Linked DNA regions of Sus scrofa: region 1 is linked to region 2. A link is a contact called in public Hi-C data. All regions are on one chromosome and are shown on one strand. Each heading gives the region's core, a stretch centred on a gene start, on an enhancer-like site or on the middle of the called end of the contact. The rest is flanking DNA. Distances are from core to core; before and after follow the strand shown. Region 1 has its middle 55 kb from the start of LUZP1. Region 2 overlaps LUZP1 (leucine zipper protein 1).

Evidence for each region. A called contact is a pair of places that touch in the nucleus more often than the background predicts.
Region 1: a contact with region 2 is called in a Hi-C map of liver, with 8 times the contacts expected there. The contact joins two enhancer-like sites. A contact is called at or near these places in 1 of 5 promoter capture datasets (liver) and 13 of 47 Hi-C or Micro-C datasets (brain, embryonic fibroblasts, fetal heart ventricle and 6 more).

The regions. Positions count from the first base shown.
Region 1 is chr6:81,164,235-81,170,762 of Sscrofa11.1, reverse strand. No RefSeq gene overlaps it. Among named protein-coding and RNA genes, the nearest start is that of LUZP1, 55 kb to the right of the region's middle. Within about 2 kb of position 2,927, at least 2 of the 83 cell types and tissues checked have an H3K27ac peak or open chromatin away from gene starts, as enhancers often do. A contact at or near this core is called in liver, where this site is marked.
Region 2 is chr6:81,077,920-81,083,830 of Sscrofa11.1, reverse strand. The region is part of intron 1 of LUZP1 (leucine zipper protein 1); the gene reads left to right. Among named protein-coding and RNA genes, the nearest start is that of HTR1D, 11 kb to the left of the region's middle. Within about 2 kb of position 3,245, at least 5 of the 83 cell types and tissues checked have an H3K27ac peak or open chromatin away from gene starts, as enhancers often do. A contact at or near this core is called in liver, where this site is marked.

The DNA of each region.
Region 1 (6,528 bases), core at 1,678-4,177, 87 kb before region 2:
ATTCCTCCAAAAGTATTTTGACCTAAATATGACTAAATTGGCATTTTCTAAGTTTTGTAGACTACATGATTACTAAACTGAGGTGAGTTTTAATATAAGGTGCTTGGAAGTATTTGCTCTACTGAACTGACAAGAAGAATGAGAATTCTCTTCCTTCTTCTTTGAGCTTATTTGATAAGGTAAAGGCAGGAATTAGGGACTGACTTGGAGGCAGGGGAAGGAAGGGTTGGGTGTGACCACTAGAGTTCTAGTTGGATTATCTAGTAAGTAGTAGCTAATCTCTGCAGGAGCAGACCTGGGCTCGAGAGGGGTGACTAAGGAATTTGAAAACAATTAGATTGATATGTCTAGAGATGCCAGAAACTTACATTTGGATCTGTCCATCTGCATGTAGTCTGAAGTTCAAGTGAGAGATTAAGGCTGTAGATAAACCTCCAGGAGAATTGGGAAAAAGGAGCATCACCAAACCCAAGAAAGAGGACCTTCAAGGAAGGGAATGCTCAACAGCACCAAATACAGCAGAGTGTGAGAAAGATGGTTGAGTTGTGTCCGTAGAAAACGGCAGTCTGGGAGTTCTGTCATGGCGCAGTGGTTAACGAACCTGACTAGTCTCCATGAGGACTCAGGTTCAATCCCTGGCATTGCTCAGTGGGTTAAGGATCCAGCATTGTCATGAGCTGTGGTGCAGGTCACAGACACAGCTCAGATCCTGCACTGCTGTAGCTGTGGCATAGGCTCGAAGCTACAGGTCCAATTCCACCTCTAGCCTGGAAACCTCCATAGGCTGCAGAAGCAGCCTGAAAAAAAAGAGAAAAGAAATTGGCAGTCTAATGCTAGAGGAACACAGAGAGGATGGGAAGGGAGGCAAATTGCTATTGCTTTGAGGAATAAGTGGGAGGTGAGAAAATGGTGTGGTGGAGACTACTCTTAAGCTTGCTGAGAGAGGAAAACAACCAGAGGGAATGGAGGAGGAAGCACCACCCCCTTTTTTTAAGGTTGAAAGGCCCAGTTGAAAACAGGAAGGTTAAAAATAAAGAGAGGGAAGGATGACTGTGATGCCAAGGCCCCAGGGAAGATGAGAGTGAGTGGAAGGTCCTGACGGACAAAAAGAAAATCTCATCCTGTGAGACCAGAGGCAAGAATACATATATTTGGAAGGTAAGAAGAAATTTTCAGAAATTAGGGTTTCACTTTGTCTTAAAAGTTCACAAAGGAGTTCCTGTTGTGGCACAGCAAGTTAAGAACCTGACATAGTGTCCGTGAGGATGCGAATTCAATCCCTGGCCTCTCTCAGTGGGTTCAATCCCCAGCGTTGCTGTGAGCTGTAGCATAGATCGCAGATGCGGCGCAGATAAAGTGTTGCTATACCTGTGGTGTGTTGCTAAGCCAACACCTACAGCTCCAATTCAGCCCCTAGCCTGTAAATGTCCATATGCCATAGGTGCAGCCCTAAAAAGAAAAAAAAAAAATTTCATGAGAAGAAGAGTGCAGTGTTGGTGGTTGGTATCTGTGTTCGGAAGCCCTGTAATGGTTCTGCAGACGATTAATGTCTTCGGCTCTTCAGACTGAGCAGTTGTGAGGCCCCGGGCATGCCCTTTAACCTCTCTAGACCTCAGAGTTCTCATCTCTTAAAAGGGTGCACTAGGTGCCTTCTGCTTTGTGTTACTATGACTAGTCAACTAAGCCACATTTCCCAGTGAATATGCTGCAGGCATTCAATTTAGCTCACTGATTTAACTTCTTTTAAGTATGTTTCACTTATATCTTTAAATAGCTAGTATCCATTATGCCTTAATATGCCATGTATGCATTTTGTAAGCTATACTAACTTTCAGCTCTGCTGTGTGACTAGACAAATTGCTTAACCTGTCTGAGTCTCTGGTGTCTCCTATGTTAAATGTGAAAGGGCTAATACCTACCTTCTTTCATCCTCACAACTGGTCTGTTATGTATGTAGGATACCTACTTACCCACGGTTCTAGAAATACTGCAGGGATTCAATAAATGGCAAGCCCAGAATCCTGTATTCAACATCTTTGTGGACAGATGTATTCAAGAATTAAGACATTTTCAGATTTTAAGAAGTTATGCTGGGGCATAGGTACTTACGTTGTACGTTGTGTTATCTCAAAACAGAGCCTGGGGCAGCATCCATAGTTAACCATTAACATTTCTGCAGGAAACACATAAGTAAAAACTACAATTTGTCTTTTGTCAGTTCAGGTTTTGCCTCCAAATTAATTTTATACCAAACTTAGAAAAATTCTTTCAGTTGTTGTAACTGTGTTTTGGTAGGGTTATGGACCTCTACCAATCAATCAGCATGTATTTCTTAAGCCCTACTCTGACCAGCTCAGTACTGCACTGTGTGTAGTACAAAGAATAAGCCCTGGTGCCTGTCCTCCCTCTGCTCTTTGCAGTTTGGACATATCTAAAACCCCTCATGAGGCATAGAGTGGCAAGGGGAACATGGGATAACCTGGTAGACAACTGGGCAAAAGATGATCAATCAGCACACCTTCAAGAGGATATTCTGGTGAAAACATGCAAAAGTGCTCAACCTCAGTAATCAGTCTGACAAGGGCAAGTGTTGGTGAGGACATGGAGCAATGAGAACTCTCATACGCTGCTGGTGGCAGAGTAAATTAGAACAACCACTTGATTGTTCTTTGTCTTACCCAGTAAATTTTAAGATACATACGCACATACTCCATGATACACTCTTGCCTCTCCTCAAAGTTATACCCTAGAGAAACTCATATACACACATGCCAGGATCCATATACAGGAATTGTCAAACAAAACAAAACAAAACAAAAAAAAGAAGACTTGTAGAGTTTTGTTTCTTGCTTTGCATGGTGATTCCATGGGTGTTTGCTTTATAGTTATTCATTAATTTCTGTGTTTAATGTATTTGTATTGGCATCATGATTCACAATCAGAAAGTTTTTTCTAGAGTTCCTGCCTTTGGCACAGTGGGTTAAGGATCCAAATGCAGCAGGGTGGGTCGAGGCAAAGACATGAGTTCGATCCCTGGTGCAGTGCAGTGGGTTAAGGACCTGGCATTGCCACAGCTGTGGTGTAGATTGAAGCTGCAGCTCAGAGTCTGTCCCTGGCCTGGGAACTTGCATATGCTGCAGGTATGGATGAAAAAGAAAAATAGTTTTGTTTTTAAATGTGTGGGCTTTGGAGCCAGATCTATATCTATAAATTTACTATTTTGTGATCTTGAGCAAAGTAGTCTTTGCAGTGTTGTTTCTACCCTAACTCCCTTCTGATAGCTGCTGCTATAACTCTTCAAAGAGAGCTGAAGCAGAGTACTCTCTGTTGGGGAAGAAGGGAGAAAAGTTAAGCTTGGGCTGGGCTTCAAATCCCAGAGATGGGTGTTACTAGAAGGCATGAGATTTAAGATCCCAGAACAACTCTATGAAGTAGGGTAGCCAGATGATACCTGAACAAAGCAGGCTCAAAGGGAGTGATTTCCCCAAATCACATAATTAATAAGCTGACAGCAGATATCAGAACCCAAGCCTTCACATTTAATGTGTCATTCCTCTTGTGGGCATTCTTATTTTAATTAGAATACTTTGGAGAATCTTGCAGACCCTAAGAAAGGAATTGTTTAAAGGTGGGATTTCCCATGACATGACCAAGGTGGCCGCAATCTTTTTTTTTTTTTTTTTTTTTTGTCCTTTCTAGGGCTGCACCCACAGCATATAGAGGTTCCCAGGCTAGGGGTCTAATCAGAGCTGTAGCTGCCGGCCTACAGCACAGCCACAGCAATTTGGGATCCGAGCCACATCTGCAAGCTACACCACAGCTCATGGCAATGTCAGATCCTTAACCCACTGAGCGAGGCCAGGGATGGAACTTGTAACCTCATGGTTACAAGTTGGATTCGTTAACCACTGAACCACAATTATCTTAAATATATGGAAGACAGTTTGGTCTCTGGGCATCTTCCCACTCTCCTATCCCTTGGCCCCCAGCTTTATTGAGATGCAGTGGACATATAACACTGTGTAAATTTAAAGTGTACCATGTCTTTTTTGGGAGGGAGGGGGCTATTTAGGGGCACACCCAAGGCATATGGAAGTTCCAGGCTAGGGGTTGAATCAGAACTACAGCTGCTGGCCTATACCACAGCAATGCAGGATTCGAGGCACATCTGCGACCTACACCACAGCTCCTAGCAATACTGGATCCACTGACTGAGGCCAGAGATTGAACCCACATCCTCATGGGTACTTGGATTTGTTTCCGCTTGCGCCATGTGGGGAACTCCAAGGTGTATAATGTCTTGATTTGATACCCCTACATACTTCAGAATAATTACCACCACAGTATTAGCTAACACTTCCATCTCATCACTTAATTACCATTTCGTGGGCCTCTTGATAATGAGCAAGTCCTCTTGAGAAATTATGTAAAAACATGCTAGAAACACAAGGGATGTAAAGAAGTAGAAATGTAGTGACAGATTCTGCCTCCAAGTCCTGTGCTCTTTCTATTATTCCAGAGGTTTGTTATATATGTTTACTGAGTAAATAAAAACAAAGGAAAAAATAAAGACATGTCTGCAGTCTTCCCCAAAAGGAAAAGAGGTGGTAGGAAAGATATTAAGTTAGACTATTCTCCACTCTGTCCACTAGGTGGCACTATTTCCACAGTTAATCTGTTTTACTTTGTAGAGGCGTCTTGTGTATGAAACTGTTGGCAGCTTACAGAAATTTTTCTTTAAATATCAAAGCTTTTAAGTTTTTTTTTTTATCTTGACACTCACTATTTTGAACTCTATATGTAAAGGAATGAGCATCAGCTTTGAAGAAGTCTTAACGACTGTATAATCCACTAGCCCTAGGACTTGAATAGGCCCTAACATTGAAAAGTTAGCTTCAATAGCTCAAGTTAATAGCTTCCCTTTATGGGATATTGGACTTCCTGTCTAAAAAACACTGGTTTAATTCTACCCCACTCTTTATAGATGCTTATCTTATTTTACATAAACATTGGTTAGGATAACAACAGCCAATTTCAAAATATCAAAAGACATTAGTGATTTGGTGTTTTTCAAAAATTCCTTTGGGTTACTTTTGACACCAAGATATATTTCAAGAATTTCAACCCCATTCAGTCAAAATCTGCCTCAGTCAGTTCTCAAGGACAGAGGTAAGAAAGGGTATCAGGAAGGACACTGAAGATATCCTGTCTCTCTTTTCACTTTTTATCTCTTTTTCTCCTTTCCTGACAAACTATCTTTTTTCTCACAAATTTTTTTCTTCTCTGTTCTTATAATGGTATATGTATTTAAGTTTATTCCAAAATTATTATGAAAATTTCAGATTTAGGGAAATGTTGAAAGAATTCACAGGACTACCCCTATACCAACCACCAGGATTCTATAATTATTTTAGTGTGGTTTCTTTTTTTTTTTTTTTTTTGTCTTTTTTTGTTGTTGTTGTTGTTGTTGCTATTTCTTGGGCCGCTCCCGAGGCATATGGAGGTTCCCAGGCTAGGGGTCAAATCGGAGCTGTAGCCACTGGCCTACACCTGAGCCACAGCAACGCGTGATCCGAGCCACATCTGCAACCTACACCACAGCTCACGGCAACACCGGATCGTTAACCCACTGAGCGAGGGCAGGGACCAAACCCGCAACCTCATGGTTCCTAGTCGGATTCGTTAACCACTGCGCCACGAAGGGAACTCCAGTGTGGTTTCTTTAATACATGTCTATCCATCCCTTCATCAGTCTATCTTATTGCTGTGATCCATTTCAAAGTAAGCTGCAGACATCGGTACATAACCTCCCAAATAATTCTGCATGTGATAGGCCTTTCAGTTTATCTGCCAACATGAATCCTTTGGGTTTGCAACATCTTTTCTATGAAAAATACCATATACTTTTAATGAAATGGAAGTTTCTTTCACTTGATAAAGATTAGGTTTGTGTTTTGTTTTGTTTTTTTGTGTTTTTTTTGTGTGTGTGTGTGTTTTTTTCTTTTTTTTTTTTGCCTTTTAGGCCCGCATTTGTGGCATATGGAGGTTCCCAGGATAGGGGTCCAATCGGAGCTACAGCTGCCAGCCTATGCCACAGCCACAGCAATGCAGGATCCGAGCAGAGTCTTCAGTCTACACCACAGCTCAAGGCAGCACCAGATCCTTAACCCACTGAGCAACAATGCCAAGGAACCTCATGGTTCCCAGTTGGATTCGTTTCCACTGTGCCATGATGGGAACTCCGAGATTAGGTTCTTAATTTCTTGCCTTGGTCCTGCCAAGCATCATAATATTTCTTGCAAAATGAAGACACTTTCTTGGCAAATATCTCTCCTTGGGCCCCATTGAGAATGGTTAGGATTTAGTTAGCCCTTAAGTGGTGACCACGTTAGGTTCATTGTCTTTGGTTGGACAAAATCATTAGTAACCATCGCCACCCTTCACACTCCCATGATGTGGCTTCTCCCACCTGCTCTTTTTTCTGGGAGAAGCTCTTGTTCCTTCCCACATGGATTAGGAAACAATGTC
Region 2 (5,911 bases), core at 1,996-4,495:
GCTCAGATCTGGTGTGGCTGTGACTCTGGCGTAGGCTGGCAGCAACAGATTCTATTGGACCCCTAGCCTGGGAAACTCCATATGCCATAGGTTCGGCCCTAAAGAGACAAAGACAAAAATAAATAAATAAATAAATAAAAGTCCAAGTCTTGCACACACCTAGTGCTTTTCAGCTGGCTACTCTCTCCCTCTTCCTGACTCCTGATTCTATCTCTGTACAGTTGGGCCCAAGGGGAGGACTTTTCATTGATCCATGTTACATTTCTTCTTGTAGATTCCTACACACCGTTCTGAAGATTAAGTGGGTTTTGAATCCTGATTCTGTCAGCCTCTACATGTGCTGTCTCTCCCAGCTCTGCAGGTCCTTGTAGTAAAGTTTTCTCAAATGTTGAAGAACTATCTACTGGGGACGGGGTTGGGTCCCTTGAATGACCATCTCCAAGCTAGCACTGCTAAATGTAATAAGGATACCTCTTCTGGGAGTTCCCTTGTGGTGCAGTGGGTTAAGGATCTGGTATTGTCATCTGCTGTGGTGCAGGTCCAATCCCAGCCTGGGAATTTTCGCATGCTGTAGGCACAGCCAAAAGAAAAAAGAAGGGGGGAGTTTGCCTCTTCTGGTGAAGGAATTGGTACTCCAGAAGAATAGAACAAATAGAATGTACATTCATATAGGAGATTTATTTCAATGAATTGACTTGGGCAATTGTAGAGGCTTGATGGATCCAAAACCAACAGGCTAAAGATTCAGATAAAGGAGTTGCACCTTGAGTCCAAAGGCAGTCTGCAATCAAAGAGCCAATGTTGCTGATGAAGTCCAAAGGCCATCTTCTGGAGAAGTCCCTCTTTCTTGGGGAGGTCAGCCATTTTGTTCTATTCAGACCTTCAACTGATTGGATGAGGCCCACCCATATTCTGGAGGGCAATCTGCTTTACTCAAAGTCCACTGGCATAGGGAGTTCCTGTCATGGCCTGGTGATAATGAACCCGACTAGTATTCATGAGATTACAGTTTCGATTCCTGGCCTTGGTCAGTGGGTTAAGGATCTGGCTTTGCTGGGAGCTGTGTAGATCACAGATGTGGCTTGGATCTTGTGTTGCTGTGGCTGTGGTGTAGGCTGGCAGCTACTGCTCTGATTCTACCCCTAGTCTGGAAACCTCCATATGCTGCAGATATAACCTAAAAAGACAAAAAAAAAAAAAAAAAAAAAAAGTCCGCTGGTGTAGAGGTCCATCTTGGAGTTCCCACTGTGGCTCAGTGGAAATGAATCTGATTAGCATCCATGAGGACACAGGTTTGATTCCTGGCCTCGCTCGGTGGGTTAAGGATCTGACCTTGCCATGTAAGTCACAGACATGGCTTGGATCTGGCATTGCTGTGGCTGTAGTGTAGGCCAGCAGCTGTAGCTCCCATTCACCCCTTAGCTTGGGAACCTCCATATGCTGTGGGTGTGGCCCTAAAAGACAAAAATAAAAATTAAAAAATAAAATAAATGTCCATTCTATCCAAAAACACCCTCATAGGAACGTCCAGAATAATATTTGACCAAATATCTGGGCATTGTGGCCCTGACAAATTGACACGTAAAATTAACCACCCTCCTCCCCCTTGCTTCCATCACCAGGTTCCCTGACAGCACGTCACTCTGACCTTTGATCTCTCATCAGACGATGAGCCCCACAGGGACTCTCACTGATCTTTGTCCTTGTAGTACCTGGCCCATAGCCAGCGCTCAATTAATGATAAAAACAGCTAGCATTTATTGAGCTCTTACTGTGTACCCAGGTACTGCCCTAAGTATTTTATGAGTATTAACTCATTTAACCCATGTGAAGTTGATCCCTTTATTATCTTCCAAGTAAAATACTGGAAGTGCCAAGAAGTTAAATAAGTTGCCCAGTGTCAGACTGCTAGCAAGTGGTGGAGCCAGAATTCAAGCCCTACAATTGTACCCCAGAATCTACACTCTTAACCCCCATGGATGTGGCCGAGGCCAAATGGTTTGTGACAGTGAGGGAAAAACACAGGTTTAGAAATCAGACAACCCTTGCTACCCCTGCCAGCTCTTCCATTTACGTGTTTAATGTCTCTCTGTGCCTCAGTTTGCTCCTCTGTATAGCATGGATAATAATATCAGTCTTTTTGGAGGCAGTGAAGGAGAAAAATATACCTTTATTGCTTTGCCAGGCAAAGGGGGCCACAGCAGGCTAATGCCTTAAAGACTGTGTCCGAATATCAGCCTTATAGGATTGTTGAGACCTGGCCCTGTGCCCAGGATTGTAGCATTCAAAATCAGAGAGTTTTTTTTTTTTTTTCTCTTTTTTGGCCACACCCATGGTATATGGAAGTTCCTGGGCCAGGGATTGAATCCAAGCTGCAGCTGCGACCTATGCCACAGCTGCTATAATGCCGAATTCTTAATCCACTGTACCGGGCCAGGGATCGAACCCACGCTGCTGCAGTGACTCAAGCCACCACAGAGATGATGCCAGATACTCAACCCACTGTACTGCAGCAGAAACTCAAAGCAAGGAGAGTATTGATTGAACCCAGGCCATGGTTCATTCATGAGGAATTTTTGTTGAGCACCTACTATGTTTCAGGTGTTTTACAAACATTTTCTTAATTAATCTTTGTATCAGCCATGGAAGGAGTCCATGTCCTTACCCCCTTTTACAGACGGGGAAGTAGAGCTCAGAGGACTTGTGAGTCACATAACCAGGTGGAGATTTGTCCCATTGTCCCCGGATACTGCAGAGCTAGTGCTCTTTTCTCTGTTCCAGTGATCACAAACTCAAGGGACTGTATGGGCCATTCATAAGTGAGTGAAGCTGACTGGGTGGGATACAGTTGGGAGATGTGGAGACTCTGGTGACCAGAGCTCCTATGCCCTAACTAAAGGTGGCAGCCACTAGTTCGCTCCAACGGACTCGTGTTATACGGAAATGTGCCTCCTCTGCTGCCTTTGAAGAGAGTAGGAATTCGGATTTCCTGTGCAATCCCTTTATTTTTAAATGTTGAAAACTAATTCAAAAAACAAACCACTGTGCAACTATGCAGACCGCAAAACAAGCCTGTGAGCTAGATCTGGCCCCTAGGCCACCATTTGGCAACCTCGGAACCTCCCCAGGCTATTGGCTAATTTCTGTACCTGTTCTGCAGTTGGATCCTCCACAGAGCTCACAGTTTATCTGGGGAGCAAAGTGCACAAGCAGATTAGAAAGCCAGACAGCCTGTCCACCACTGTCCTGTCCTGTACCCCAGCCTTAGCTCCACCCCCACAACTTCCTCAGGTGCCATCCTAGCCACCTTCCTGTCACAGGAAGGACTGACTTGCAGAGGAGAGGAAGGGACAGTGTCCTGTTTACACAGCCCCTGGCAAGGAGCAGATGCAAGCAATTCTCTGCATCTGGGAGTTTTAGGATCATGCATTTACCTGCTCTTCCAGGGCCTCTTGCATTGGTTCCCAAGGGTGGGAGCAGGGATTCCACCTGGAGAATATCGACTGGAAGGGACAACCCCAGTCAGATCACTAACATCAGAGCAGCAGTTCACCTTTTGGTTGTTTTACTTCCTTGATCCCCCAACAACTTGGTGAAATGGGACCTACTTATTCCCATTTTGCAGGTAGGGAGACTGAAGCTCAAAATGGATAAGTAATTTGTAGAGTTCCCATTGTGGTCCAGTGGAAACAATCCAACTAGGAACCATGAGGTTGCGGGTTTGATCCCTGGCCTTGCTCAGTGGGTTAAGGATCTAGCATTGCTGTGGCTGTGGTGTAGGTCGGCAGCTGTAGCTCCAATTCAACCCCTAGCCTGGGAACCTCCATATGCCTCAGGTGTGGCCCTAAAAAGAAAGAAAGAAAGAAAAAAAAGGTTAAGTAATCTGCACAGCAATTAAGTTGCAAAGCCAGGATACACTTCTAGTCAATGTGACCAAGAGCCAGTACTGCTGGCTACCAGCCTAAACCACTTCCCCAGCCACAGTCCCACTAACTGCTTGACTCCTTCCCATTCCTACCAAGTTATCTTTACAAAGAAAAAAAAAATGTAGGGAGTTCCCTTGTGGCACAACAGGTTAAGAATCCAGCATTGTCATTGCTTGGGTCGCTGCTGTGGCATGGGTTCAGTCCCTGTCCTGGGAACTTCCACATGCTGAGGGCGCAGCCAAAAGAATGTTTTGTATCATTCCATTGTCGTAACAGTGCTGCGTTCTCTGAATTATACCCATTTCATACTTGAGAGAATCAAGGTTTAACATGGTGAAGGAATTTGCCCAAGGTTACAAAACTAGTTAGGGACAGATTGAGATTCAAATTCAAGTCTGTTCTTTAACTAGCTCAGACTGAAAACGTCTTTTAGTTTTGTTTTATGCAGAGAAATATCTGTCCCCTTGAAGTAGCAGTCCTAATTCCTATTCCTCCCAGTTTTTTCCCCCAGACACCCTTTCAGATATTTGAAGGAAGACACATGTACCCCCTTAAGTCTTTTTATTTTTTTTTATTAAACTATAGTTGATTTACAATGTTGTGCCAATTTCTGCTGTACCGTTGAGTCTTATTAATGCCAGAGTTAATATTCTGGCTCCTCCAACTGTTTCCCCATAAAATGTGATTTGTGGTCCCCCTTTCAGTTATTATTTTGTTCATTGTCCTATGGATGAGTTACACTTTCTCATGTGCCTTTCAAAGTTCTGATCCCAAATAGAACACAGGACTCCAAACAAGGGCAGAAGGACTATCACCTCCTTTATTGTACATACAGTGCTTCTATTAATGTGGCCCCAAACCCAGTAAAGCATCTACATCTAAAGCACTGCCCTATGCACTTGTGATAGAGAACGAACAAGGCAGCACTTCCCTGCTCTTCTGGAATTTACATTCTTCCCACTGAATTAAGGAAGGACATAGAGTCCCAGGTCACATAGTAAACTTTATTTTATTGTATTTTTTGCTTTTTAGGGCTGCGCTTGTGGCATATGGAAGTTTCCAGGCTAGGGGTTGAATCAGAACTACAGCTGCTGGCCTAGCCACAGCCACAGCAAGGTGGGATCCGAGCCACGTCTGCAACCTACACCACAGCTCATGGCAATGCCACATCCTTAACCCAATGATCGAGGTACCAACAAACCCATATCCTCATGGATCCTAGTTGGGTTCCTTAATCGCTGAGCCATGAAGGGAACTCCTCCAGGCCCTTTCTTACAGATGAGAAACCTAAGCCCAGAGAAGGGCAGTGACAGACGCAATATTCCACAGTGAGACAGAATCAACTTCTGCCTTTCTCAGAACCTCGGGTGCAGGTGAGCCCTGGGGTCTTAGAGGGGAATGTAGATTGAGATGAAAATGCCACCCTGGAGAATTTAGCAAAGGGAGTCCAACCTCAGGCCTTCCTCAGACCAGTGGGCAGAAATTCCAGTCTATTCTAGGTATGACCACCAGGTGGCGGAGGGGCACCAGCGAAAAGAGCAGAAATCAAAGGTGGGTGGGCACCTTCCTCATTCAGAGCAATTTTCCTTAGCCAGTGGGAATGGTGAGGTGGAAAAACAGCTTTCTCTGGGACAGCACTTGGGCAACTGTATACATTTAATACATATGCAGGAGTTCCTGCTGTGGCACGGCAAAAACGAATCCAGCTGGTATCCATGAAGATGTGTGTCCAATCCCCAGCATTTCTCAGTAGGTCGGGGATCTGGCGTTGCTATGAGCTGTAGTGTAGGCTGACAGCTGTAGCTCCAATTAGACCCCTAGCCTGGGAACTTCCAGTGCCTCGGTTGTGGCACACCTTGTTGGAAATCTAGCTCCTTTTTGCCACTTTATCATGTCACCTCCCTGACACCTAGCCTCTGACACAAAGAATGGATGTAAGATAAGATCTCATCTCCCAGGACTCTACACAGAGCCTGCGCTGCTAG